Regions from separate parts of the Mus musculus genome. Here regions 1, 3, 4, 5 and 6 are each linked to region 2. The links are chromatin contacts, called in public HiChIP or PLAC-seq and promoter capture Hi-C maps. All regions are on one chromosome and are shown on one strand. Each heading gives the region's core, a stretch centred on a gene start, on an enhancer-like site or on the middle of the called end of the contact. The rest is flanking DNA. Distances are from core to core; before and after follow the strand shown. Region 1 holds the start of Rundc1 (RUN domain containing 1). Region 2 holds the start of Atp6v0a1 (ATPase, H+ transporting, lysosomal V0 subunit A1). Region 3 holds the start of Rnd2 (Rho family GTPase 2). Region 4 holds the start of Cntd1 (cyclin N-terminal domain containing 1). Region 5 holds the start of Zfp385c (zinc finger protein 385C). Region 6 holds the start of Ifi35 (interferon-induced protein 35).

Evidence for each region. Promoter capture Hi-C pulls out the DNA fragments that hold promoters and counts their contacts. HiChIP or PLAC-seq counts read pairs in DNA pulled down with a chosen protein or histone mark. Capture Hi-C pulls out chosen DNA fragments and counts their contacts.
Region 1: a promoter capture Hi-C map of liver shows a contact between it and region 2. The contact joins the promoter of Rundc1 here to the promoter of Atp6v0a1 in region 2. A contact is called at or near these places in 3 of 39 promoter capture datasets (cranial neural crest, liver and maxillary cranial neural crest), 2 of 115 datasets of contacts at active chromatin or transcription factors (cardiomyocytes and pancreatic cancer cells) and 2 of 9 other capture datasets (adipose tissue and pancreatic islet).
Region 3: a FOXA1 HiChIP or PLAC-seq map of pancreatic cancer cells shows a contact between it and region 2. The contact joins the promoter of Rnd2 here to the promoter of Atp6v0a1 in region 2. A contact is called at or near these places in 1 of 39 promoter capture datasets (fetal liver), 1 of 484 Hi-C or Micro-C datasets (embryonic stem cells), 2 of 115 datasets of contacts at active chromatin or transcription factors (bone marrow-derived macrophages and pancreatic cancer cells) and 2 of 9 other capture datasets (adipose tissue and pancreatic islet).
Region 4: a promoter capture Hi-C map of pancreatic islet shows a contact between it and region 2. The contact joins the promoter of Cntd1 here to the promoter of Atp6v0a1 in region 2. A contact is called at or near these places in 3 of 115 datasets of contacts at active chromatin or transcription factors (bone marrow-derived macrophages, embryonic stem cells and pancreatic cancer cells) and 4 of 9 other capture datasets (adipose tissue, liver, macrophages and 1 more).
Region 5: a promoter capture Hi-C map of adipose tissue shows a contact between it and region 2. The contact joins the promoter of Zfp385c here to the promoter of Atp6v0a1 in region 2. A contact is called at or near these places in 9 of 39 promoter capture datasets (the 3T3-L1 cell line, the C10 cell line, the SN4741 cell line and 4 more), 3 of 115 datasets of contacts at active chromatin or transcription factors (embryonic stem cells, forebrain and pancreatic cancer cells) and 3 of 9 other capture datasets (adipose tissue, liver and macrophages).
Region 6: an H3K4me3 HiChIP or PLAC-seq map of the 230-238 cell line shows a contact between it and region 2, with 11 read pairs. The contact joins the promoter of Ifi35 here to the promoter of Atp6v0a1 in region 2. A contact is called at or near these places in 3 of 39 promoter capture datasets (liver and pre-B cells), 1 of 484 Hi-C or Micro-C datasets (B cells), 4 of 115 datasets of contacts at active chromatin or transcription factors (the 230-238 cell line, bone marrow-derived macrophages, memory CD8 T cells and 1 more) and 1 of 9 other capture datasets (pancreatic islet).

Annotation. Positions count from the first base shown.
Region 1 is chr11:101,423,391-101,427,354 of GRCm38.p6, reverse strand. Rundc1 (RUN domain containing 1) reads right to left here and starts at 2,270. Exons shown (of 5, transcript NM_172566.4): 1 at 1,745-2,270. The coding sequence starts at 2,251. It overlaps Ptges3l (prostaglandin E synthase 3 like), which reads left to right and starts at 2,027. Exons shown (of 7, transcript NM_001357574.1): 1 at 2,027-2,739; 2 at 3,087-3,200; 3 at 3,312-3,378; 4 at 3,477-3,575. The coding sequence starts at 2,732.
Region 2 is chr11:101,007,689-101,011,601 of GRCm38.p6, reverse strand. It overlaps Atp6v0a1 (ATPase, H+ transporting, lysosomal V0 subunit A1), which reads right to left and starts at 2,161. Exons shown (of 22, transcript NM_016920.4): 1 at 2,038-2,161.
Region 3 is chr11:101,466,742-101,470,701 of GRCm38.p6, reverse strand. It overlaps Rnd2 (Rho family GTPase 2), which reads right to left and starts at 2,527. Exons shown (of 5, transcript NM_009708.2): 1 at 2,263-2,527; 2 at 1,682-1,769; 3 at 580-689. The coding sequence starts at 2,364.
Region 4 is chr11:101,276,498-101,280,679 of GRCm38.p6, reverse strand. It overlaps Cntd1 (cyclin N-terminal domain containing 1), which reads right to left and starts at 1,477. Exons shown (of 7, transcript NM_026562.2): 1 at 1,200-1,477. The coding sequence starts at 1,374. It overlaps Coa3 (cytochrome C oxidase assembly factor 3), which reads left to right and starts at 1,732. Exons shown (of 2, transcript NM_026618.2): 1 at 1,732-1,966; 2 at 2,228-2,710. The coding sequence starts at 1,753. The coding sequence ends at 2,340. It overlaps Wnk4 (WNK lysine deficient protein kinase 4), which reads right to left. Exons shown (of 19, transcript NM_175638.3): 17 at 4,003-4,182; 18 at 3,755-3,852; 19 at 3,271-3,647. The coding sequence ends at 3,645.
Region 5 is chr11:100,690,549-100,694,473 of GRCm38.p6, reverse strand. It overlaps Zfp385c (zinc finger protein 385C), which reads left to right and starts at 2,008. Exons shown (of 9, transcript NM_001373887.1): 1 at 2,008-2,073. It overlaps Gm38483 (a long non-coding RNA gene), which reads right to left. Exons shown (of 5, transcript XR_880214.3): 3 at 3,664-3,925; 4 at 3,413-3,535.
Region 6 is chr11:101,446,018-101,450,290 of GRCm38.p6, reverse strand. It overlaps Ifi35 (interferon-induced protein 35), which reads right to left and starts at 1,879. Exons shown (of 7, transcript NM_027320.4): 1 at 1,669-1,879. The coding sequence starts at 1,689.

The sequences.
Region 1 (3,964 bases), core at 1,021-3,520, 420 kb before region 2:
TTTCCATGACTACACCTGCCAAGTCTGTCACTCGCTGTCATCGTTACAGCATATTTGCTGGAATTAATCAAACAAGTTTATCAGCAAGACCAAATAAGTTCTGGGGCAAGGCAGGAAATAATATGTTTAATGTCCAGTACACATTGAGATAAAGTTGAAGGTAATTGGGAGAGACTGGTGAGATAGCTAACTTGGTAGTGTGCCTGCCTCGAGTGTACTAGGTTCTGGGTTCAAACCCAAGCACTGACTAACTCCGGTTGGTCCACCTGCCTATAATCTCAGTATCCAGAAGATGGAGGTGGGATGAGGAGAAATTCAAGGTTAGGAACACCAAGCCTGATGGCTTGTGCTTGATGTCTCGAACTCACATTCTAAGGAGAGAACTAACTCCTAAAAGCTGTCCTCTGACCTCCACAAGTAGGCTGTGACACCAGCACTGTGCTCCTACACACACACACACACACACACACACACACACTAAAACCCAAAAAAACTTCAAGATGATTCTATAGCAAGTTCTGGGTCAGAGAGCCTGTCTTTTAAAAAAAATCAATAATAATAATTTTCAAGAGCTGAGGACATAGCTTAATTGGTGACAGAGTGCTTGTCTACAACATGCAACTTCCTGGGTGCCACCCCCAAGACTGTTCCCTTTGCCCCCCCCAAAGCAGAAAAAATATATCATTTTGCCCAAAGAATGTACTTAACAATACAGCTGCTTAATTGGCAGAGCGAGGACAATTTTTTTATGTCATTACCTTGACAATTTTTTCTGAAAGTGACAATAAAAAATAGAGACAGTACCATCTCTGCCCAGGACCTTCCATGGCATTCAATACTGGACAGGGCCTGGCCACTTTTTAAGTCTGTTGACTTGTGGTTGACTGCTCCTTGTGCAAGGGTATATGGGTATGAGAAGGAAGGAACTGGAAACACTTCAGATCAGCATAAGTCACTATCTCCTACCAATAAGTTTTCTTGGCTAAACCATTTTGAGTGGGAAGAAAGCCACATGTGGACTGCAATCTGCACAACAGGAAGCGGAAAAGGCGGCCTGTCTCAAAACTTCCAGCTTCCAGACGTTCAAAGTTTGTAAGGAATCTTCCCGCGTTGTGGTTTACAGAATTTCCTTGCTTCTTCGGTGTACTGAAGAACGCACTGGTCAGTCAGAAGGCCCCGTTCAGAGAACCCCGTTATTAACCAGGATGGCAGAGCAGTCTGAAAACACTGTCAGGACATCCTTATAGTCAGGTGTGTTTCTTTCCACTGCCAAGGGATGGTGTCTGTTCACCAAAGCCGTCACTGAGATAAGACAGCATAAAGATCACAGCCTATCTATATGCCAAAAAAAGCACGGGGCATTAATTTCAATTTCCATGGATTCCAATTCACTTCCCTTTCACTTAACACTTCTCCCGTTCCCAATGTTCATTCTATCAATAAGTGCTCAGGGTATATACTTCAGGGTAGAGAGAGTGACACAAATACACACTCAAGTACCTCAAAGTCGACAGAGGCAGCACGGCTTCCATTACCAACTGCCTTTTCAATACTCTTTAAGGCTCGCCATATGTCTTTCTGCATCTTCCTGACTCTTCTCTCTATCTTGCATACACGTGCCTATAGTACTTCCAGCTCGGTCGCTCCTCACCCTTTCTACCTCGGTCCGTGTCAGCATCACCACCCACAAACTCCCCGCCTGCATCATCTTCATCCGCATCCGGAACTAGCGGCAGACACTCACCTGGTCCTCACCCCGCACCCGTGGCCGGTCCCCCGGCAGCACATCGCTTTCGTCACCGCCACAAGGGTCTGCCAGCCCCTCGTAACCCAGGACGTGAGGACAGCCGCGGAAGGCAAAGTCTTCGAGCTCGCGCAGGAGACGCTGCTGCTCCGCCGGCGCCCCGCGCACTACCTGGCGCAGACGGAACTGCACCTGCGCGAAGTGCGAGGACAGCGCGAGCAGGGCCGAATCCAGCTGCCGCCGCTCGGCTTCCAGCCGCCTCAGCGTGCGGACAGTCGCGTCGGATGGAGAGCCCGGAGCCGCTCCAGGCTCTTCGGCTGCCGCCGCCTCCGAGAACGTCGCCGCCCCAGGACCGGCCTCGGCCACTGCCCCCACGGGAGCCCAGCGCACAGTCTCGCATGGTGGCAGCGACTCCTCCTCCTCTTCTTCTTCTTCCTCGTCCTTCGCCTTAGGCCCGACAGCGGTCACCACAGTTCCTAGCTCCGTAGCCACTTCCACCGTCGCCATCTTCCCGGAAACGCCGCCCGCACGTCAGTGGCGCCCCCTTGCTGCCATGGCAACGGGCTCTGGCAGGGAAGCCTGGACGAGTGGTGGGCGGGTCTTGCACTCCTCCAATCTCGGGAGGGCCCGCCCCCTCGGGACTTTAATGCATTTTGTGAATTAGACACTTTGAGTTGGAGGAACAAGTGAATGAAACCGAGAACAAGTAACTTCCTGCATATAGGGGCTAGAGTAGCCCTTTCCCTGGATAGAGAGTAGATATTGTATTTCTGATATGTTTATTTCTGGAGACCCCGAGATGTAGAAAACGCTCCCGGTGTCCTTCTGGAGTCCAAATCACTCTTGCTGTCAAGCCAACTTTCTTTCCCTCCCTCGCAACCCTTCCTCCTACCATATAAGGAGAGGCAGCTGCTAGGAGCCTCCTAGAATCTAAAGATAGAGGCCTTTTCTTGGGACTCCAAAAGCCACGGGGCAGCTGGAGTCACCATGGAACGGTGAGTTTCAGGCCGCCATCATACAGGTCCTACATATTCCCCTGTCCGTTTTCCTGCAGATTTCCTCTCCCACATTTGTAGAAGCCGCTGAGTCTGCCCACCAGCACCCCAGACTCCACGTCTCTGTGACTGTGGGTGAGAGGGGGTGGTGAGATCTGAACGTATTTTCTAACTCCTTACTTCCCTTGGCTCTCTGGGTTTATTCTCGCCACCTCTGCCCACTCCCACTACTCCCCTCTGTCTGGTTCAGTGGCACCACGTACGACTCTACTGTCTCCTCCCTCCACCTTTCCATATTGCCTTCAGTCTTGCCCACCCCTACCAAGCCCCACCTCCAACCTCTTCAGGCAGCCTGCCCGGACTCTGTGGTACGACAGACCCAAATATGTTTTCATGGAGTTTTGCGTTGAGGACAGCACCGACGTCAGTGTGCTCATTGAGGACCACCGCGTCGTGTTCAGGTAGTAGTCTTCCCCTGTGGACTGGCCTGGGGTCTCAAGAACCGTTCCTATCCTCCTGGTGTCTCAAGAACTTATCCTGTCACTTCCTATGTCTCTTTACTGTAACTTTAGCTGCAGGAATGGTGATGGAGTGGAGCTGTATAACGAGATTGAATTCTATGCCAAGGTGAACTCCAAGGTGAGGGCAGGGTAAGGATAGTCATATCTGAACAAGAAAGGCTGGCCAAGCAAGGAGACTGGAAGTTTATCCTAAAAATAAGGCTATCTGTCTGACAGGACTCCCAGGATAAGCGTTCTGGTCGCTCCATTACTTGCTTTGTGAGGAAATGGAAGGAGAAGGTGGCCTGGCCTAGGCTCACAAAGGAGGATATAAAGGTGAGTGTGTGTGCAGGAGTGGTCTACTCCTGTGCTCTCCCTTCATCTGAGCATTCTCTCTGTGCACCCAAGCATCAGAGTTATATCTGGAGCTGTGTTTGGCTTCTTTCCAGTCACTATTTTAGGGAGTCCTCTGGGTCGTGTGTATTTGATATTCTATTTATTCTGAAATCTATATATTTCCTCCTAGTCTAGACAGCAACCACCAGGGTTTGTTGGGGGAAGTAGGTTTTTGTCTGTTCGCTTTTGTTTTTGAGTCAAGCTCTTTTGTTGTTGCTCAGGCTGGCCTTGAACTTGCCATCCCTCTGCCTCAGCCTCCTGAACATTGATATTGCAAGCATGTGTATGACATTACAGGTATTATTATCGTTGCCTATTTTCTGTCTCAT
Region 2 (3,913 bases), core at 912-3,411:
GAGTCATTTCCTTTGTAAGCAATGCAAGGAATCAGGATGGACTGACAGTGTTTTGGAGCAACACAATACAAAAGAATATATGCAGAATAAGGACAGGAACCGAGAACCCCAAAAGCTCTTTAATATGAGGCTCACACTACCTGGGGGTCTGGTTTTATTTTGTTTGAGACAGTGTCTTATATAACCCACAGCCTGCCTCAAACTCAATATTAGTGAAGGCTGGCTTTGAACTCCTGATCCTCCTGCCTCCCATCTGTTTTTGTTTTTCTTTTTTTCCCCCATACAGGATTTCCTCTGTGTAGCCTTGGCTGACCTGGAACTCACTCTGTAGACCAGGCTGACCTGAAACTCACCCACTTGTCTCTCTACCTCTGAGTGCTGGCATAGTGAGCCACCACCAATGGCACTGCCTCCAGCTCTTTAGAGCTGGGATTACAGGGATACACCAACATGCCCAGAGCTTTTTTGTTGCTACTGTTTGCTTTTTCACACTTGACACAAACTTTCCTGCTAAAACCCTCTTCTTTGTTATTTCATTTTGTTTCTTGGGTTTTTTGTGAGCAGGAAACAATAAAAGAGATTTTAACTACCCTCTTATATAAAAGATGTGACTAGCTGTGACTGCTTCCCCTCTCACTGACAATGCCCACTTCCAACATCTAAAATGTCCAGCACTATCTGAAAGCTATGGCTAAAAGGATCAAGCTTCCAAACTCCTGGGAAAACAGTATTCCTCTTCTAAGGAACTCCAACATATTAACATCATTTTAAAAAAAGACAAAGGAGCCCACACAGCTTAATTTCAATTCAGGCATGACAGGAAAACGTTGGTAATGACAAAGCACTTTTAACAAGCCGGAGGAAAAGCCTTCCACCTCTGCAGCTTCCTGCGACTCATCCCCATCCTCAAAGACAACTGCCTTCTTCTATCTGTCAAGTCTCTCCTAGGAGCCTGAAGGCTTCCGTTCAGGTCAGCAGCTGGCGCTATCAGTGGTACTGAAAATGCAATTATTTATTCGCGATAAGCTCCCCGCTCAGCTTCGGTACAGCAGCATCTGCAGTATCTATCCTCAACAGATCATCATGCACTGCATCACTTTTAATGTCGTAACGTCATGCAAATTCCATGTTAATCGATAGATAAGACTGATGTTTCCGAGAAGATTTGCCCTTCGGGAAGGCAGGAAGACATTTTGAGGAACCCGAAAAACAAATCCTTTCGGCATTAGGTGTTCAAGGAGAGCAAAATAACACACTCGACTAAAAGCAAGCATTTCTCAAGAGATTATGTGGGTTGACTTAAGAATATGAATCACCCACATAAGCTATAACCAGTCCTTTCCACCTTGAACGAGGATAGATGCCACAACCTCAAAATAAATGAAATCATGTCTGACAGGCATAGCTGACAGGGCTGACAGGGCTGACAGCCTCCAGTGAGTTACCGCCCTCCTCCTGTTCCTTCATGATTACAGGCCTCTCCAAGACTATCTCTACCCCCACTGAAACCAAACACAATACGAATTTGGAAAAGCGGTTTCCAGGGGTCGCGAAATGAAGTACGAAGAAAGTAATTCTGCAAAAGGGTGATCCAAACCCAAGGTCCTCCCAGGAGGACTCTCGCTCGGATTCTCCAATCCTCCCTTTCTAGCAGGGAGCATTTGTCGTTCACCTCTTCGTTTCTAAGCTGCACAGTGAGAGCGCAGAAATTTTCTGGACCAGGCATAACCTGTCTCCTGGTTAGGGAAGAAATCCCCAAATTGTAAGACCCTTTAAGAAATCCCCCCAGATCACTCTGCCTATCCGATCTCTTCTGTCCTTTCGCCTCCTCCTCTCCCGGGTCATTCCTGAGCAGTGGCCCTCCAGTTCCTCTGCCCACAGGAAGGGTGTCCGAAGAGGGAGATGAGCCCCCCATATTTTTCTCAGAGACCTAAGATCCTGGCTAATTCTTCTGACAAGCATCCGAGGTATCCGAGTGCGCTCCACGTCCCCTCGAAAGCCACTCGGGGAAGCGCTCTTTCTACAACCCCAGCTCACCTCTCGCCGGCTCCGCCGCCGCCGCGACCGCAGCCGCCGCAGCAAAGCGACCCCGGCTCAGGCTGAGCAGAGTCGCCGACCAGCGTACGCAAGCAAGGCTCCGCCCCCACGCCACCGTCGAGTCCCGCCCCCGAGATGATTTCATCTCAGTTGACCAATAGGATGCTGCCTCTCCCCTGCTGCCGCAGTGCAGAGTCTATGGGGCTCGGGCGAGTCCTGGTGTGCAGTCGCCATCTTTGTTCCGGCGTTGTGATTTCTATCCCAGTTTGGAAGTCATCTGGGCTGGGCGTGTGACTTTTGAAGTGTTTGCCTTTTGAGCCCATCAGAATCCTTTCTCTCTATTATCCTCGGAGCAAGGTTACCTGCCATCTCTACTTTCCAGAGAACCAATTCACAACTTTTTCTTGGAGAAAGCAGCATGAAAGAAATGGGCACATTATAGAATGATCTGAGAGCTTGAAGGGAGCCTCAAAGCTAGTCTTCTTTACGTATACGCATCCTATGTCGTTCTTAGACCTCTGAAAATATTTGAGCCCCAGACTGGAGAGCGACTTAAGATAAGTCCTATATTAGAGACATAGGATCTCGTCCACTTACAAAGTATCGGATTCATTCTTCCAGCAGCTACCTAGGATTTACACTTATCCAAATTGGAAAAAAAAAAAAAATCCCCGGAAGACCACATGTTGACAAAGTAATTATTTTTATCTTGCTTACTAGGTTTCTGTGAACCCATCTGACCACGTAGGAGTTTTCAGTTCCTCATATATCTTTTGAATGCAAAATAATACCTACCTTTTTTTTTTAAAGCTCCTTTTCTAAATATTGATAGAGTCCTTTCCCCCCAATTAAAGAAGAGTAGGGAGTCAGCAGAAACATCAGGAGGAACTTGGAGAACTGGTCAGTCAGTCTCTGTGGGTGGCGGAACTCATTGAGATTCAAGTGTAGTGAAGGAGGTATTTCGGATTTAAAAAAAAAAAAAAAAGCAACTTGTACTGATAATTTTTATCTGCTTGGCAGAAGTATTACAAAACGTGTTTTGTGAGCCCGAACAAAATGATGGACACAGTGAACATTTTATTTGAATTTTTCTACTGCACATGGTAATTGAAGGTATTGCTTCATTACAATTCTCTCGAGAAGCAGCATTTCTGAGACCTAGGCTTTACGGTTTTCACATTCTGAAGCTCCTTCTACAGGCAGGGACCCACAATTGAAATCCTGCCAAGTATTTCACAATGACTGTCACTTCCTTCCTCGTAGACTTAGAAAAAAAAAGCTAACCTCAGAGTCAGCTGCTTCCTAACCGCAAACAAGTGTTTCATACACTACCTGTAAGAAAGCCTATCCCGGACTATAGTTCACTTGAGTTGTTTCTACACCCCACGCCGTGGTTTCCCTGAAAGTACATCCTCTTAGAGGTCCAATAATAATAATAATAATAATAATAATAATAGTTATTATGGAGGTCAGAGAACAACTTAGTGGGAGTTGGTTCTCTTTAACCCCGAGTTACCCAGGAATTGAACTTGGGCATCAGGCTTGTCTGAAATACTTTAACCTGTTAAGCTAAGACTTTCTTCTTCTTCTTCTTCTTCTTCTTCTTCTTCTTCTTCTTCTTCTTCTTCTTCTTCTTCTTCTTCTTCTTCCTTTCATCTCCTGCTAGACATCTTTCCCCAGTGTTCATCTATTTTCTTTCCGTGCTCTAATCTTGGCCATCTTGCCTCTCACTAATTTCAAATGTCTATGGTTTGGGATTCATGTCTATTTTTCTATCCTCCACCTTTCTTTATGGTCAGAGAGGGCATTTCTGTCTGTTAGATGATACCTCATGGGTAATATATTTGTTGAAGTCTACAACTGTGAGACAGTATTA
Region 3 (3,960 bases), core at 1,278-3,777, 460 kb before region 2:
GATAGAGTTATAGAGGGGTGGAGAGGGATAGAGGGAAAAGCTTTGCTCCATGCATACAGATGTCACATATCCTTCTAAACCTCCTCGGTAAGAAATGATGTGGAAAGCTGGTCTTGGGTAGGGAAGCTGTGGAGTGTGGAAGCTGGGGAGAAGAGGATTTCAGTGAGGACTCCGGGGTTTTCTATCAGCCTGCAGTCTGCACACTCGCACTCCCCTTTCCCTTACTTTGTCCAGAGAACAGACCAACCACACCCTCTCCTCCCTGGGAATCGAGGACTCCCTGACCGACTCTAGTGCTTTAACCCGGGACTTTTCTTATGGAAACAATAGCCTGACAGCCAGCCTCAGGGCTTTCTAAAGCCCTCGGAATCTGCAGCCCTGCCACCGCCAAGGAGATAGGGAAGGCAGCTAAACAGACCCCAAGGCCCCAGGACCACTTCCAGCTCAGAGACAGACTTGCAGGTGAAAGGCAAGGAGGCTGGAGCAGAGGGATGACAACTTCAGCCACTACTGTTACTCCCTCCTCTGGGTTCATGCCCTTCACGCCTACTCTCCTTTGTAGTTTCCCCAGACTCCCACCTTCTTGAGGACACTGTCCAGTGTTTCTGGCCGGCTAATGTCAAAGCAGATAAGCACAGCATCAGAATCCGGGTAGGCCAGAGGCCGGACATTGTCATAGTAAGAGGAACCTGGAAGAAAGAAAGAAGGCAAACAGATAAGGCAATCTGAGGGGGCAGCTGGCCTGGAAGCGGGTAAGGGACTCAAGTGACCCTGGTCAAGGGATAAAAAGCAAATACCCGTCACAAAGTGTGTCTCAAGAGTAGGCAGAGGGGCTGGTGAGATGGCTCAGTGGGTAAGAGCACCCGACTGCTCTTCCTTCCGAAGGTCTGAAGTTCAAATCCCAGCAACCACATGGTGGCTCACAGCCATCTGTAATGAAATCTGACTCCCTCTTCTGGAGGGTCTGAGGACAGCTACAGTGTACTTACATGTAATAAATAAATAAATGAATAAATAAAACTTAAAAAAAAAAAAAAAAAAGAGTAGGCAGAGAGGAGCAGAAGCAGTGGGAAATGGCTTATGGGTTCCTCTGATCTCACACTGATAATCTGTAATCTTCTGGAGTTTGGAAGCCCTTTAAGAATCTCAGAAAATCTACCACCATTCTGACAAATTTTGTGCGTGCTTTCTGGGCTTTGATGACACATCTTCTAAAGTCCTCCAGGGAACGGAGTAAAAATAAAAACCCTTCCCATGAGGTTGGAGCAAGGACAGGGAGCCAGTGCTCCTGTTCTCCTGGGACTCTAGTTCAGTCTAGAGGAAGAAAAAAAAAAAAAAAAAAAACTACTTTCCACCACCTTCCCCCACCCCAGTAATTCTAAATAGCTTTCCTAAACCCAGTCCTATTTCCTAAGAAACATGTTCCAAAATAAATCATTTCTTTCCAAGTTCCTTGGGTAAGCAGAACCCAGCTGCAGGGCCGATATTAGACTTCCTACGTGGTTTCTGTCAGGCCTAAGAAACTCTGCCTCAGTTTCCCTGGCTCAAAAGAGAAACTGATGTTCTGCTCTAAAACTGGATGGATGTCTGAGCTGACCTGGAATCTCAGGTTCTGGCCAAGGGAGGGGCTAGAGGAAGGGACCTTGGCCGCCGTCAGGGTGACCCCGAGGGACTTGGCTACCTGAAGTATCCCACATGTTGAGCTCAATGCGGCGCTTGTCGATCTCGAAGCTGGCAGTGTAGTTCTCAAACACCGTGGGGACATAACTCTGCAGACACGGATGGGTCAAAATGAGAGAGAGCTGCTCTCCAGTACTCACTCACCCTGACAACTGCCCTCCTCCCTCGACACCCGGTCCAGCTCAGTCCCTAGACAGAAGTTGGTCTGAGGCTGGGCTAAGGGAAGATCCGGGGAGCTACTGCCTCCACCTCCTAGCTAGACTCTCAGATAACCCCCCTTCCCGGGTCCCTTTAGCCCCTAGTTTTTTCTCTCTCGGATGCCCGGGACCTCAGTCATTCTCCCGGAGCGCCCTTCCGGATCCTCTGATGCTCCTAAGCCCCATCCATTTCACCGCGTTCCTTGATTCCTTCCACTCCAATCCTCTGCAGTCCTTTCAGACCCCCCAACGCCTCCTTCCCTTCCTCTGAGCCTCTTTCTCTCCTCCCTGGTTACCCTGGTACCGGTTTCCAGCGGCCCCCGGGGCCCCTATAACCCACTCCCCGCAGCCTCGGTGCCCCTCTCTCCAGACGCCAATTCCTCACCCCGGGGTAGGCGTCCTTGGCGAACACCTGCAGCAACGCTGTCTTGCCGCACTCCGCGTCCCCCACCACTACGATCTTGCAGCGGCCACTCTGCCCCTCCATGGTCCCGGCTACGCGCCGGCCCCCCACGCCGCCCCCCTCCCGGGCACAGCCGCCGCTTCTGCCGCCTCCTCCCCCGCCGCTGCAGCTGCAGCCTCTCGGGCCGCCGACACCGGCATCTCGCGGGCCCGCGCCGAGCCCCCGCCCGGGGCTGCGGGCCCCCTCCGCCCCGCCCCTAGCCCGCGGGCCGCACCTCTGGCCCCGCCTCCCACCCGCACAGCCGAGGGGCGGGGTTCGGGACGGGGCGGGGCCTGGGAGGAGGGGAGGGGGACCCGAGTTAGACTCTAGCGCGCAGCTGTGACCCCAGGAGCGCCTGAGGGTTTGTGGCCAGCGAGCCCCGTTTATTTGAGTTCCTCGGGCATGGAGGCTGGGCTGACCGAGGGCGAAGTTCTGAAGGGTCAGCTGCGAAGCTCCATACACGGGCGCAAGGCCTGAGCCTTCTGTGTGCCCACGCGTGCACGCAGGTGTGCTAGTGCGGCGGACACGCGCGGCGGCAGCAATCTATTTCCCGAACACAGGGGGGCGTGAGATGTTAGGAAAGGGAGGATTTTTGATTTTTGTCTCCCTCCTCCACTCTCGGGTCCAGACAGAGCTTAGGGAAATGGAAGTACGGACCTTAGCACTCCCACCCTACATTAGTGACATCATAGCTTTCTATCTCCATAACGACGGGTGGCGGGATCTAGGCCTGTGACCAACCTAGAAGCATGGACTAAGTTCCTCTAGCCAAGTACTGAGTGGAAAGTTTTAGGGGAGCTTTTGCGTCCTCTGGTGGATGTTTTGGTAGAAAGAGCAAAGGGAAGGCTAAGGAAGCTAGAATCCTTTGACAGCTAAGCTGGGCCAGAGCTAAGCCCCAAAGCCAATTTCAGCCTCATCTCAGACTAGCAATAAGCAAACCGCCATTTGCATGACATCTTTTGCCTAGAAGAGGATGGAGAAAGGGGCTTGGAGGGCTGTGATCGGGATGTAAAGTGAATGAATGAATGAATGAATGAACAAATAAATACACATACATACATACATGCATACATAAGTGAAAAAAATCCTTCTTTAGCCGGGCATGGTGCTGCACGCCTTCAGTCTTAGCACTCATGAGGCAGAAGCAGGCAGATCTCCCTGAGTTTGAGGCCACTCTAGTCTATATAATGAGTTCCAGGTCAACCAGGTCTAAATAGAGAAATCCTGTCTCAAAACAAACAAAACTCTTCTTTAAGTCGAAGATGTTCATTTTAATGTTATCTCGTTTTGAATAACCGTGTAAAGGTAACTAAAGCACACAATCTCATCGCTGTTTTACAAAAAGTAAACAGACACACAGCATTAACACCCAAAACTGTTAAGTTTAAGTTAGAGATGTAACTCGGGAGTAGAGCTACATTCATGAGGCTCTGGGTTCTATCCTCAATTCCAACAAAAGGAAAAGAGAGTGTGAAAGAAAAGGGAGGTGGTGGCACATGTCATTTTAACCACAGAACTCCGGAGGCAGAGCCAGCCTTGTATTCATGGCACCTTCTAGGCTCCAGGCCAGACCTGGCTACATGGTGAGACCCTGTCTTAGAGGTTCTCATGCTTGTAGTTTGCCACTGCAAGAACATAGTG
Region 4 (4,182 bases), core at 228-2,727, 270 kb before region 2:
AAATCCACTCTTGCCTTCCTCTCTGTCATCACTCTGACTACACACAGGCTCCCCTAGCTCACCTCCCAACTCAACTCCAGCCTTTAGACCACATACAAAATCATTTTTACCAGGGGGAAAATGACAGCCACATTGGCCCCCTCATTTACATTTCAGTGGCTTCGCTCAGCAGAGATGGCTTAGCAGTTAAGAGCACTGGCAGGTCTTCCAGAAAACCTGGGTTCAATTCCCAGCACCCACATCAGGTGGCTCACAACTGCCTATAATTCTCAATTCTTCTTTTTTCCTGCTAAAACAAGTATAAAGTTCTCTCCCCTGACAGACATTCAGACCTCTGCTTGGAATGTCTCCAAACTACTTTCCTGGCCTTACTCTCTATTGCTTCTCCATATGCTCTGGTCAACCTGGACAACTAAACCCTCCGCTCCCAGCCTCCCTCTTGTTTTCCCAAGTTTTATTCATGGTATCATTCAATCCCTGGACCTCATCTTACCACTCCTTTAAATTCTCATAGTAGCTTGTATTCTCTGTGTCAATCACTCTAACCGTTATTTGTATCCACTTGCTCATATGTTAACAATTCCCACCTAAAGACTACATAGTTTGAGAGCAATGGCTAGATTGCAGTTCCCTCTTTCTATACCAGGCAATGTAAATGATAAGCACTCTAAACACGTTTATGGAAAGAAGAGTAAAGGGGGCTGGTGGTGGAGAGATGGCTCAAGCAGTTAGAAGCACTGGCTACCCTTCTAGAGGACCAGGGTTCAATTCCCAGCACCCATATGGCAGCTCACAGCTGTCTATAACCTCAGTTTCAGGTGATTGGATACCCTCATACAGACATACATTAATTTTAAAAGGGGGGGGACTCCCCATGATGCCGTGTGCTTTTAATCCCAGCATCTGGGAGTCAGAACATCTGTCAATTCCAGGCCAGCCTAAGCTACAGAGAGTGTTCCAGGTCATGACTCCACAGTGAGACTTTGTCTTTAAAAATAAAAATAAAAAAAGGCACGTGGGGAGTGGTGCAGGGAAGTGGGGGTTAAGAAATAAAAAAAAGAGTGCTAGTAAGCCTCGTTCATCGCTTATAAGCCCCACGACCTCGCACAACAAGAGTACTAGCAAAATATTTGAGTGAAAAACAAAGATCAACGCTCCCCTGCCTCCCGTAAACCTGACTCCCCACTCTGCATCCACACCCACGATCCGGGTCTCCCTGAAGCTGCCCGTCCGTCCCGCAGCCTCCTTCACGGCTTGCTCGTTCTGCTGGGCCAAGTGAAGCAGGGCGTTTTCGATAGTCTCTGTGGTAACCACTCCGAACTGAAAGTCACTACAGTTCACCAGCCTGGGCCTCAAGGGTCCTTCCATATTCATAAGTCTTTCGGAGTACTTGGACAGTTTACGGGATCCATAAACTGGCCTCCTTAGCTTATTTCCAGAATCTTCTGCCACACCTTGGATTCTTCCTTCCCTTTCTATATGTTTGCCCTCGCTTCGAATCTGAGAAAAAACATAATGTCCACCACGGCTTCGAACGGTCAACAGCTTTTCGCGCCCCAACTGACACAGAGAGCTCAGCCAATCAGAAAGCAGGGCGCTTTTCACCTTTCCTGTCCCTCCTCTAGGGCGGAGAGACCCTGCCTCTACCCAGAAAACTCCACGTGGACTACAGCTCCCAGAGTTCCTTGCTGAAGTCAAAGACTACAATTCCTGGCGAGTTCCGGGCTTGACGGCTTAGGGCGGAGCAGCAACATGGCGGCCCCTGGAGCTGGTGACCCTCTGAATGCTAAGAATGGAAATGCTCCATTCGCTCAGCGCATCGACCCGTCGCGGGAGAAATTGACCCCAGCGCAGTTGCAGTTTATGCGGCAGGTGCAACTTGCCCAGTGGCAGAAAACACTGCCACAGCGGCGGACCCGGAACATCATGACCGGCCTGGGCATCGGGGCCCTGGTGTTAGCTATTTGTATCCGTCCTGGCTATACCGCATATGGGGTTAGGGAAAAGGGAACAAGACGTGTAGCTTTTAATGTGCGGGCAAATGAGGTTCATGCCTAATCTTACTATATATACGCAGCGCGTATTGGCTTAGTAATAACAATTGGTTAAGGGTTCAAAAGGAGCAAAAGGGTGGCAATCCAAAATCATTAATTTGGGAAAACAGCAAGGGTGGCTAGACGAAAGGAATGCCCATGTGCTTTGTGGTTTCCTGAACCCACTCCGTCAGATGGTTACACCTTCTACTCGGTGGCCCAAGAGCGTTTCCTTGATGAGCTGGAAGATGAAGCCAAAGCTGCCCGAGCCCGTGCTCTTGAGAGAGAGCGAGCTTCGGGACCCTAACTGTATGGACCATCTTCAAACTGCTGGATCCCCTGTATATGTTGAATGATGCCTGGTGGTCTTACAGCATCACTGGCACACTAACGTCGGACTGTGTGATTGAGCCCAAGAAGCCAGAGACTATGCATTTGGCCGCTGCCAAGGGGGGGATTGCTCACTTCACGTGCAGTTTGTCCAGTTACTCAGCCCTTTTTATTTCCTTGTTTGAGAGGTATGCAACCTTGCCTTTACCCAAACTTTGTGGTTTACCCCTTCACCTCCCAGGGGCCCCGACTCTTAAGGGGGAGGGTGTGGCTTAACTGCAGCGTTGGAACCTTAAAGTGGGAAAGATAGGGTCAAGTTAAAGTAATAAAATGAGTCATGTCTCCCGAAGCCAAGCTAGTGTGTGGGGGCAGAGAGACATATGGCACTTCACGCTGGAAAGCTCCCTGGCACTAGCTGCAGCGGTGGCATTGCCCCAGGGAGCTGTAAATGTTTAACTAGAATTACTTTTTCCGTGAGATCTTTCCACCTGATTTAAGGGAGAGATTACTGGACTGTTTGAGACTGACCCAGGTCTTAGGGGGTAGAAGAAGGTCACTCTTCTGTTCTCTGCCTTCAAGAACAGACTCTTAATGGCACGGGCCTTTTCCTGTCTCTAGCTTGGTAGGTGAAGGATGAGCAAGGAGTAACTTCATTCTTTTAACATTTACTGGTACCTGCCTATACAGGCCTAGGGTGGGGTCTGGAGGGGATCATGCCTTGGCCATTGGATCATTTGGTCATGTAGTTTCCTCATGACCTGGTGGCAAAAAGCCAGAAAGCTGGGCCGCTTCCATCCTGCCTTCCATTGTGAGAGGAGAATGGCTTCGAGTTCCTCACCCTTCTTGCCTGCTTCACAAGTCTTTGTCCCCCACCCCGTCCCTAAGGCATGACAGATACAGACCCACAGCCTTTCTCCTCAGTATTTTTATTGGTTGCTGTTGACTTTGGTGGCAGGAGCACAGCCCCTCCACTCTCCCAGCTGGAAGTTGGCCTTCCGCAAGCATCTGGACTCGGATTGCTTAGTGGTCAGCCCTTGCCTGGGGAGGGCAGGTGGGGTAGGCTACAGAAATGAGATTTCCACACAGCAAAGAGAACCCGCAAGGTTTTGACTCTTCAGGATACAACACAACGCACTCTCCGTGCCCACGGGCCTTCTACCCACTCAGTGCTGGGGTGTTCTTTGCTGAGTTGAGTTGGTCACAAAAAACATCAGATTCTGAGAGGCCATGGGCCATGGTGGGGCCCTGGTGTTGGGGAGACATAGGACTTCTGGTCTGAATTCACTGGAGGGGAAAAGAAAAATGCTGAAGCAATGTCCAAAGAAGAGGAAGGCAGAGCTGCTGCCAGCCACCATGCCCTCGGCTCTCCCTTCCTTGGGCCCGCCCCTCACCATCCTGCCAATATCCCCGGCGAATGTCACCCCCTTGCTTGCCCGCTGCTCCTGGGAGCCGGTGCTGCTGCCACTCAGAGAGTTCCTTCGCATGATGCCTGGGAGCAGGATGAGGGAGGGAGAACGCTAAGTGGAGGGAGGGGCAGCGAGGAGGGGGGCCTAGTCCCCCAGAACCAAGGGGTAGACCACCAGGGCCTGGAAGAAGACCGTGCCGATGGGGAAGGAGTCTCAAGGAAAAGGGGTCTCACCAGGACCAGGGAGATCAGAGCGCTGCAGGCTGTTGCGGCGGGAGGTGGGAAAGCTGCCCTTCGAGAGGCGGCGCTGGCGGCAGGACAGCATAGCAGCTGGAGCTACAATACCAGGTGGGGGCTGTTTCCCAAGCCGGCTGTATAAGTCCTCGATTTCCTTCTTCTGTAGTGTCTGTAGTG
Region 5 (3,925 bases), core at 759-3,258, 320 kb after region 2:
GCCACCAACTTGTTTCTCTGACCTCCTCCCATGCATCCTAGTGCAGTCATAAATACTCCAGCACACACACACACACACACACACACACACACAAACACACACACACACTCCGGCACACACATGCACACACAATGAATAATAACTGTAGCTAAGATAAGTTTAAAGCCATCCTTGGCTACATTGTATGTTTGAGGTCCGCCTGGGGTTGTCTCAAAAAAAAAAAAAAAAAAAAGAAAGAAAGAAAAAAGAAAAGAAAGGAAGGAAGGAAGAAAAAAGAAAGAAAAAAGAAATGAAAGGAAAAATGTCTTCTGTGTCTGCCAAGTTCTCATGTAGATCACCAGCAGGATAAATCTGAGGTGCCCAAGACAGGGTTCACAGGCCGAGAACACACCCATCACAGAAGCGGCTCTGGGTTTCATTCCTAGATCTAAAAAGCTTCAATTTGAGGCTCTTTAAGAATGTAAAGTCCTTGTCTCCTTGCCACCCTGTGACAGGTTCTAACTCTTCAACCCCCCCCCTTGTCCCCCCTTCTCACTTGAGAAAAAGCATCCGAGAGCCAGTATTGGAGGGCTGGAGTCAGGTAGGCATGGAGCAGGGAGAATCAGAGAGGCCTAATTTTTTTTTGTTCTGATTTTAATAGAGGCAAGATCTAGGTTGATTCTTCAGGGAAAGGGCTATTTCTGTAGTAAGAGGCCCAGCAGGCACAAGCCACCTTTGGGGGGGGGGAGGGATGGAAGGGTTAGGGCAGATTCCACAGAAGGATGACAGTTCTTCCTGTTATCCAACCTGTATCTCTTCTGCTTCATTCTTGCCCTGCCTCAAAGTGCATAGAAAAGAATTGATTCTCTCTTCTCCCAGTCTTTTCTGGCTAAAGCTAAAAATTCACAGCCACTCTTTTGGGCAGCCATCTTAACTAGGGTAACTCTTTCTCAGAGTGTCCTTGGTCCCTTCAGGAGTCATCCCCCCCCAACCACCAGCCAGGAACGTGCCTTTTACAGGTCAATAAAATTAGCGACTGATGGAGGAGGGGGCGGGGGCAGAGTGCTAAGCTCAGTGGCCTTGAATGTGGCTGGACTCACGGAGTCTGGACGCCTGTCATTCCAGTGCTAAACAGTGACAGCTGAGGGACCTGCCAGGGGGGTTTGGGGTTTGGAGGAGGGCCCTGTGTTGCCAGGAGAGAGGAAAAAGATGGATGCCTAATGTCTCTCTAATCACTGGGTCTTTATATTGCTGACCTTTAGGCAGGAGTTAGGGAGGGGGTGGGGTAAGGGTGTCTCCACCCATCTTCAATTTTGTGAGACCCTCAGACTGAGGGGAGGGAGACTCAGGCAAATCTGTTCTTGTTGCTGCTTTGGGCTGGGGGGTGGGGGGTCTTCTGGCGGAGCCAGGCTTGTGAACATCTGGACCAGGCTGTCAGATAGAATTGTATAAGGTCAGGAGGACTCAGGTTTTCTAACCCTCCGAGAGTCAAGTGTAGGTTCGTTGCCAGTGCTCCTGGCACTTAGGAAGCTGAAGAAAAACTGGTGCTAGTTGAATTCAAATGTGGCCTGAGTGCAGCCTTCCTAGCCTTGGGAAAAACAAATGAGGAGGAAGAGGCAGTGGGGGAGGAGAAACATGACAATGATGATGACAAAAGGAAGGAAGGAAGGGAGAAAGAAAGAAAAAGAAGGGAGGAAAGAGAGAGCCCACACATACGTGAGCAAGCATGATTGGTGGTACATGCATGTATGTAATCCTAGCATTTAGAGGGTGGAGGCTAGAGGACCAAGAGCTCAAGGTAGTCCTGGGCTACATAAGACCCTATTTCAAATGAGACGGGGAGAGAAGGGAAAGGAAGAGATAAAAGAAAAGAAACCGGAACTCCCAGTGGCCCTGTTTCTCTGCTCTATACTCAACAACCTCAAAATGCTTACCGACTCCTCACCTTCAGGACTGGGGTGGGACTGGAGACCCCGCCCCTCCCAGCTCGTCCCCGCCCCCAGCCCGCCAGCCCCGGCCCGCGAGCCCAGAGCTTTTGCGCTGCAAACCAGGCGAGAGCAGGTGGCCACCGCCGGCTGCATCTCTTTCCTGCAGGTAAGACACTCTGAGGATCTCGAGGTCAGCTCGGAAAGACAAGGCAGAGCCTTCTGTCTCCTGCCCGTCTCAAACCTAGGGGACACCCAGAGACAACTAGGCTCGGTAGGCGGGTGCGATAAAACTCTAAGGAAGTTGGAGGGAGCCGCTGGCTCTACGGGATAATGCCAGAGTCCAAGGGCTGCGGAAAGCAGCAACGGGCAGCAGACACTACAATGTTCCGAAGGGCAGCAGGTGAACTTCGTCACCCCAAGTACCCTTTGTGTGTCCCAGGGCAATATATTCGCAGTTCGGAGTAATGGAGTGAACCGAAGGGTTTCTGTTCTGGGAGCAAGTGAGTGACAGCTGTTGCCTATCAGCGTGGGACTTGGGTTTTCTGGTGTCCCTGGGTCATCTGCATCATTTGCACTTGGCTATAGATGGCGAGAGGAGGTGGGGAATGAGGAAATGCCAGAATCCAGAGGGCCCAGGATCAGCAGGTCCATCCTGCCTAGTGTCTTAGAGTCAGACCCTGAGAATGAAGGCAGGCCTGGGATGACTGTGCCCTCTTATGTGGGATTTGGGCTTTAGGATGAGACTCTGCCTCCCAGAACTCCAGGGAGGGTTTTCTGGGAGACCTGATCTGAGATAACTCAGCTGTGATGCCAAGATTCCTGAGTCAGAAAAGAGAGGCAATTTGGGACCTTGTGAGCCACTTAAGTAAAGACCCCCGGGGTGTGGAACAGAGGGAGGGAGGGTGCTACCTAGTCCCAGTCAAGACTCCAGGAACCTTCCAGAGATCATCCCCAACCTTTGGACAGACTGAAGAGACGATTAGGGCAGGGGATTTTTTTCATGTTTTTCATGACTGTCTAGATCCAGCATTCCACGATCTCCTCCCACACACACCATCATTGTCAGGAAATTCTTCCTCGTGTATTATGTTCAAGTGTGTGTGTGTGTGTGTGTGTGTGTGTGTGTGTGTGTGTTATGTTCAAGTGTGTGTGTGTGTGTGTGTGTGAGAGAGAGAGAGAGAGAGAGAGAGAGAGAGAGAGATCTACATGCCATGGCATGTGGGTGGAGGTTGGAGGACAACTTGCTAGAGACAACTCTCGAGGTCCACCATGTATATGGATACTGGGGAATTGAACTCAGATCCTCAGGCCTGGCAGCAAGCGTCTTTATCGAAGCCATCTCATTGGCCCTTGCTCATTTCCTACCATCCTTTCTGCTTCTGGGATAGCTTCTTGCTGGGAGGCAGTGAGCTGTAGGGCAAGAGACCTTGGGGTGGGTTAGCACTGAGTCCTCGACCTCTGTCCTTGCTTCCTTACTTGAAAATGGGGTTAAGGTTAGGACCCACCTCATAGGGTAGCTGCAGGGATTTAATGAGAATTCGCAGAAGAGCATCTAGCCCGGTCTCTGGCGCCTGGTGATGGCTCAACAGGTCTAAGTGTCCCCTCCTGGGTAGGACAGCAAAGCCGATCTGCAGGGGGTGGAGGTGGGGTGGAAAATTTTTAAAGCTTGTCCAGAAAGGGAAATGCCCTTCACTCCTCCCCTGCCAGCCCCGGTCCCCTGCTGGTTCCCATCTCTGTGCTGTCCAGAACCCCTCACCTTCTCCTGGCTGTGTCGGACTTACATCTGCTGGGCGAGGCAGGATCCGGGGAGCGGCAGGGGCCCACTTGGGGCTGTGCCTAGATGGAACAAGCTCTGGCTTGGATACCCAACTCGACAAAAAATTCCCTGTGGGCGTTACCTCCCTGCCTTCCCCGCCTCCAGAAATCCACAAATTGGGATCAAACTAGGCTGGATTTTTCCAGGATGACAAATAATCCTGCCTGAAGATTGTGGGAGCTGCCCTCCAGTGGAGGGAGGG
Region 6 (4,273 bases), core at 630-3,129, 440 kb before region 2:
TGGGGATTGAATTTTAGGACCTCTGCTCACTCCGGTTAACTCTGCTTGCTCAGTCCCTGCTCACTCCAGCACAAAGCTTCATTTATTATACATAAGTACACTGTAGCTGTCTTCAGACGCACCAGAAAAGGGTGTCAGATCTCATTACCGGTGGTTGTGAGCCACCATGTGGTTGCTAGGGTTTGAACTCAGGACCCTCAGAAGAGCAGTCACTGCTCTTACCCGCTGAGCCATCTTGGCAGCCCACTGTGCTATTTTTTTTTGTTTTGTTATCTCAGTTTTTTTTTTTAATTTTTAAAAAAGATTTATTTATTTATTATATGTAAGTACGCTGTAGCTGTCTTCAAACACACCAGAAGAGGGAGTCATATCTTTTTACAGATGGTTGTGAGCCACCATGTGGTTGCTGGGATTTGAACTCAGGACCTTCGGTAGAGCAATCAGTGCTCTTAACCACTGAGCCATCTCACCAGCCTGGTTATCTCAGTTCTTAAGTACTGAATTTCTCCTCGTGCTTTTTTTTTTTTTTTTTAAAGATTTGTTTATTTTATGTATGTGAGTACACTGTTGCTTTTCTCAGGCACATCAGAAGAGGGCATCGGATCCCATTACATGTGGTTGCTGGGAATTGAACTCAGGACCTCTGGAAGAGCATTTAGTGCTCTTAACCACTGAGCCATCTCTCCAGCCCCTCTTCTCATACTCTTAAGGTAAGCAGTTTATAGACTGAGCTAGCTCTCTAGCCTTCCCTCTAGGTATCTTTGTGAAGAAGTGTAATATCCCTACATAGTAAGTGAAGGGATTAGACTGTCAACTTTAGAAAAGCTAATGTTTGGTCCAGTGCAACATGTCTGAAGAAACTAGGATCTGAAACCAGGCAGGTTGGCTCTTCAATATTGCTTTTTCCTTATTTGGCTCCAAATCGCTCCCTTTTTTTATTGTATCTGGGAGATAAATGGAAGTTTTCCGTGCCAGAAGACTAACAAGGGGAGGCAGAGCTGCTGAGGACAAGCTGCATTGGATCCCTCCTCGAAGGTGGCTGCCCACTGTGCTTCCTCCTGAGGCCTCACTGGCTGTTGGCAGGCAGACTTCACAGCTCAACCTAGCCTATCTGAGGTGGCCTCAGTCAGAGGCACTTAGAAAGACCACCTGTCCCAGAGAGGACCAATGGTCAGGTTGACATGGCATTCTGAGGGGAGGAGTTTTTGGCTGGGAAGTACCTCAGAGTATTCCCTTTGCTGTTTAGAATAGCCAGAAACCTTTGATGCTTACAGCTCTCTACAACCCTGAAGCATACATCCACATAAAGAAAGATCAAGGCCGGGCAGTGGTGGCGCACACCTTTAATCCCAGCACTTGGGAGGCACAGGCAGGCAGATTTCTGAGTTCGAGGCCAGCCTGGTCTCCAGAGTGAGTTCCAGGACAGCCAGGGCTAAACAGAGAAACCCCGTCTCGAAAAACCAAAAAGAATGATCAAGGTCCTTACTTTAGGTGTCAGAGTCCTGGTTTTGACAATAGGTAAATGACAAGATCCACAGACCAAGGTACCCTAAGCGCTCTACTTCTCTTCCACCCTTAGCAGGCTTGAGCCGAGCAGGTCTAAGCCTAGAACACTGTGTTCCCGCCCCTCCCCACATGCGACAAATGCTCCCCTGCTCCCGTACTTACAGTTTGCAGGGTCACAGACATGGCTCTCACGTCTGGCAGAAGCTGGGGCTTCAGAGCAGGGTTGGCAGTGAAGAGTTCTGAAGGACTAAACTCTTTGACCCCTCAGAGGTGGCTCTGGTCTCCTCAGCCTCCAGCAGCGTCTGAAACACACTTCCACTGCTGTTGCTTGCTTGCCGGCCTCACTTCCACTTTCATTTCTGTGAATTCTGCTTCTGAGCATACAGCCCCACCCTTGGGCGGAGCCTTCCAAGTCATCAAATCTAACTACCCAGTCAGGCATGTGCTCCTGGGACCGCAAAGGGAAGACTTTCCCAGGCAGCCAGTTCTAGCATAAACCATGGTAGGATTTTTAAGACTTCCAGACAGACAGGCTCTCAGTACTGCAGCTCTAGCTGGCTTCACACCCTTGAGATCTGTCTGCTTTTGCCTCCAAAAAGCTGTGATTAAAGAACTGTGAGTCACCCTGGAGGCAGAGGCAGGCGGATTTCTGAGTTCGAGGCCAACCTGGTCTACAAAGTGAGTTCCAGGACAGCCAGGGCTATGCAGAGAAACTGTCTCCAAAAAACCAAAAAAAAAAAACAAAACAAAAAAAACCTGTGAGTCAAGTGGCGGCGGCACATCTTTGATGCCAGCGTTCAAAGAGGCAGGTGGATCTCTGTGACCAGTCAAGCCTAGTCTACAGAGTGATTTTTCAGGGCAGCCACAGGTACACAGAGAAATCCTACCTCCAAAACCCAAAATATAAAGGGTTCAGCTGTTGAGTACCAGAGGACCCAGGTTCAACTCCCAGTATCCACATGGCTATTGGTAACCTTTTTCTTTTAAAAAAGATTTATTTATTATGTGTAAGTACACTGTAGCTGTCATCAGACACTCCAGACCAGGGAGTCAGATCACATTGCAGATGGTTTCGAGTCACCACGTGGTTGCTGGGAATTGTACTCAGGACCTTCGGAAGAGCAGTCAGTGCTTTTTGTTGGTTTTATTGTTTCCGAGACAGGGGTTTTATCTGTGTAGCCTTGGCTGTCCTGTAACCATGCTGTCTTGTAGACCAGGCTGGCCTGGAACTCCGAAACTCGCCTGCCTCTGCCTCCCAAGTGCTGGGATTAATGGCGTTGAGCCACCACTGTCTGGCGCAGTCAGTGCTTTTATCCACTGAGCCATCTCACCAGCCCAACTAAAAAGCCCTTTTATTTATTTATTTATTTATTTTTTATTTATTTTTTTTTTTTTAAGATTTATTTATTATTTATTATATGTAAGTACACTGTAGCTGTCTTCAGACACACCAGAAGAGGGCATCAGATCTCATTAAGGATGGTTGTGAGCCACCATGTGGTTGCTGGGATTTGAACTCTGGACCTTTGGAAGAGCAGTCGGGTGCTCTTACCCACTGAGCCATCTCACCAGCCCCCTTTTATTTATATGAGCACTCAGTAGCCGTCCTCAGAAACACACCAGAGTTGTGAATCAGATTCTAATTACAGATAGTTGTGAGCCACCATGTGGTTGCTGGGATTTGAACTCAGAGCCTCTGAAAGAAGTCAGTGCTTTTTTTTTTTTTTTTTTTCGAGACAGGGTTTCTCTGTATAGGCCTGGCTGCCCTGAAACTCACTTTGTAGACCAGGCTGGCCTCGGACTCAGAAATCCGCCTGCCTCTGCCTCCCGAGTGCTGGGATTAAAGACGTGCGCCACCTTGCCTGGCTAAGTGCAGAGTTCTGAACTGTTGAACCACCAGTGTCTCCAGCCTCAGGATTTCTTTTTTTTTTTTAAAGATTTATTTATTATTATTTGTAAGTACACTGTAGCTGTCTTCAGACACACCAGAAGAGGGAGTCAGATCTTGTTACGGATGGTTGTGAGCCACCATGTGGTTGCTGGGATTTCAACTCTGGACCTTCGTAAGAGCAGTCGGGTGCTCTTACCCACTGAGCCATCTCACCAGCCCCCAGGATTTCTCTTAATGAATCTTTCACTGAGTCATTTAGCACTGACAAGACAGAAAGTACCCTGGACAAAACTCCTTAACCCTGCACTAGCCAGCACCTGAAGTTGTTCCCTTATGCTTCAGAGATGGTGCCACAATGCAACACTGGCTGGCCTCAGCCTCAGAGATCCACCTGCCTGCCTGAGTACCATCCACATACTTGTATTTTCTGAATGTGTCCATGTGGTAAGGGGTGGGAGTGGCTTCACAGCAAGGTTTCACTATCACCCTGGCTGTCTGAAACCTATCATATAGACTGGCTCTGTCTACCAACTGCAGTAGACCAGGCTGGTTGCAAACTCCCTGCTTCTGAGGACACTTGTGTTTCTCATTGAAAATGCCAGGAACATAAACGCAAGAAACTCAAGAACGAAGACCAAAGTGTGGACACTGTGCCTTCTTAGAATTGGGAACAAAACACCCATGGAAGGAGTTACAGAGACACAGTTTGGAGCTGTGACGAAAGGATAGACCATCTAGAGACTGCCATATCCAGGGATCCATCCCATAATCAGCTTCCAAACGCTGACACCATTGCATACACTAGCAAGATTTTGCTGAAAGGACCCAGATATAGCTGTCTCTTGTGAGACTATGCCGGGGCCTAGCAAACACAGA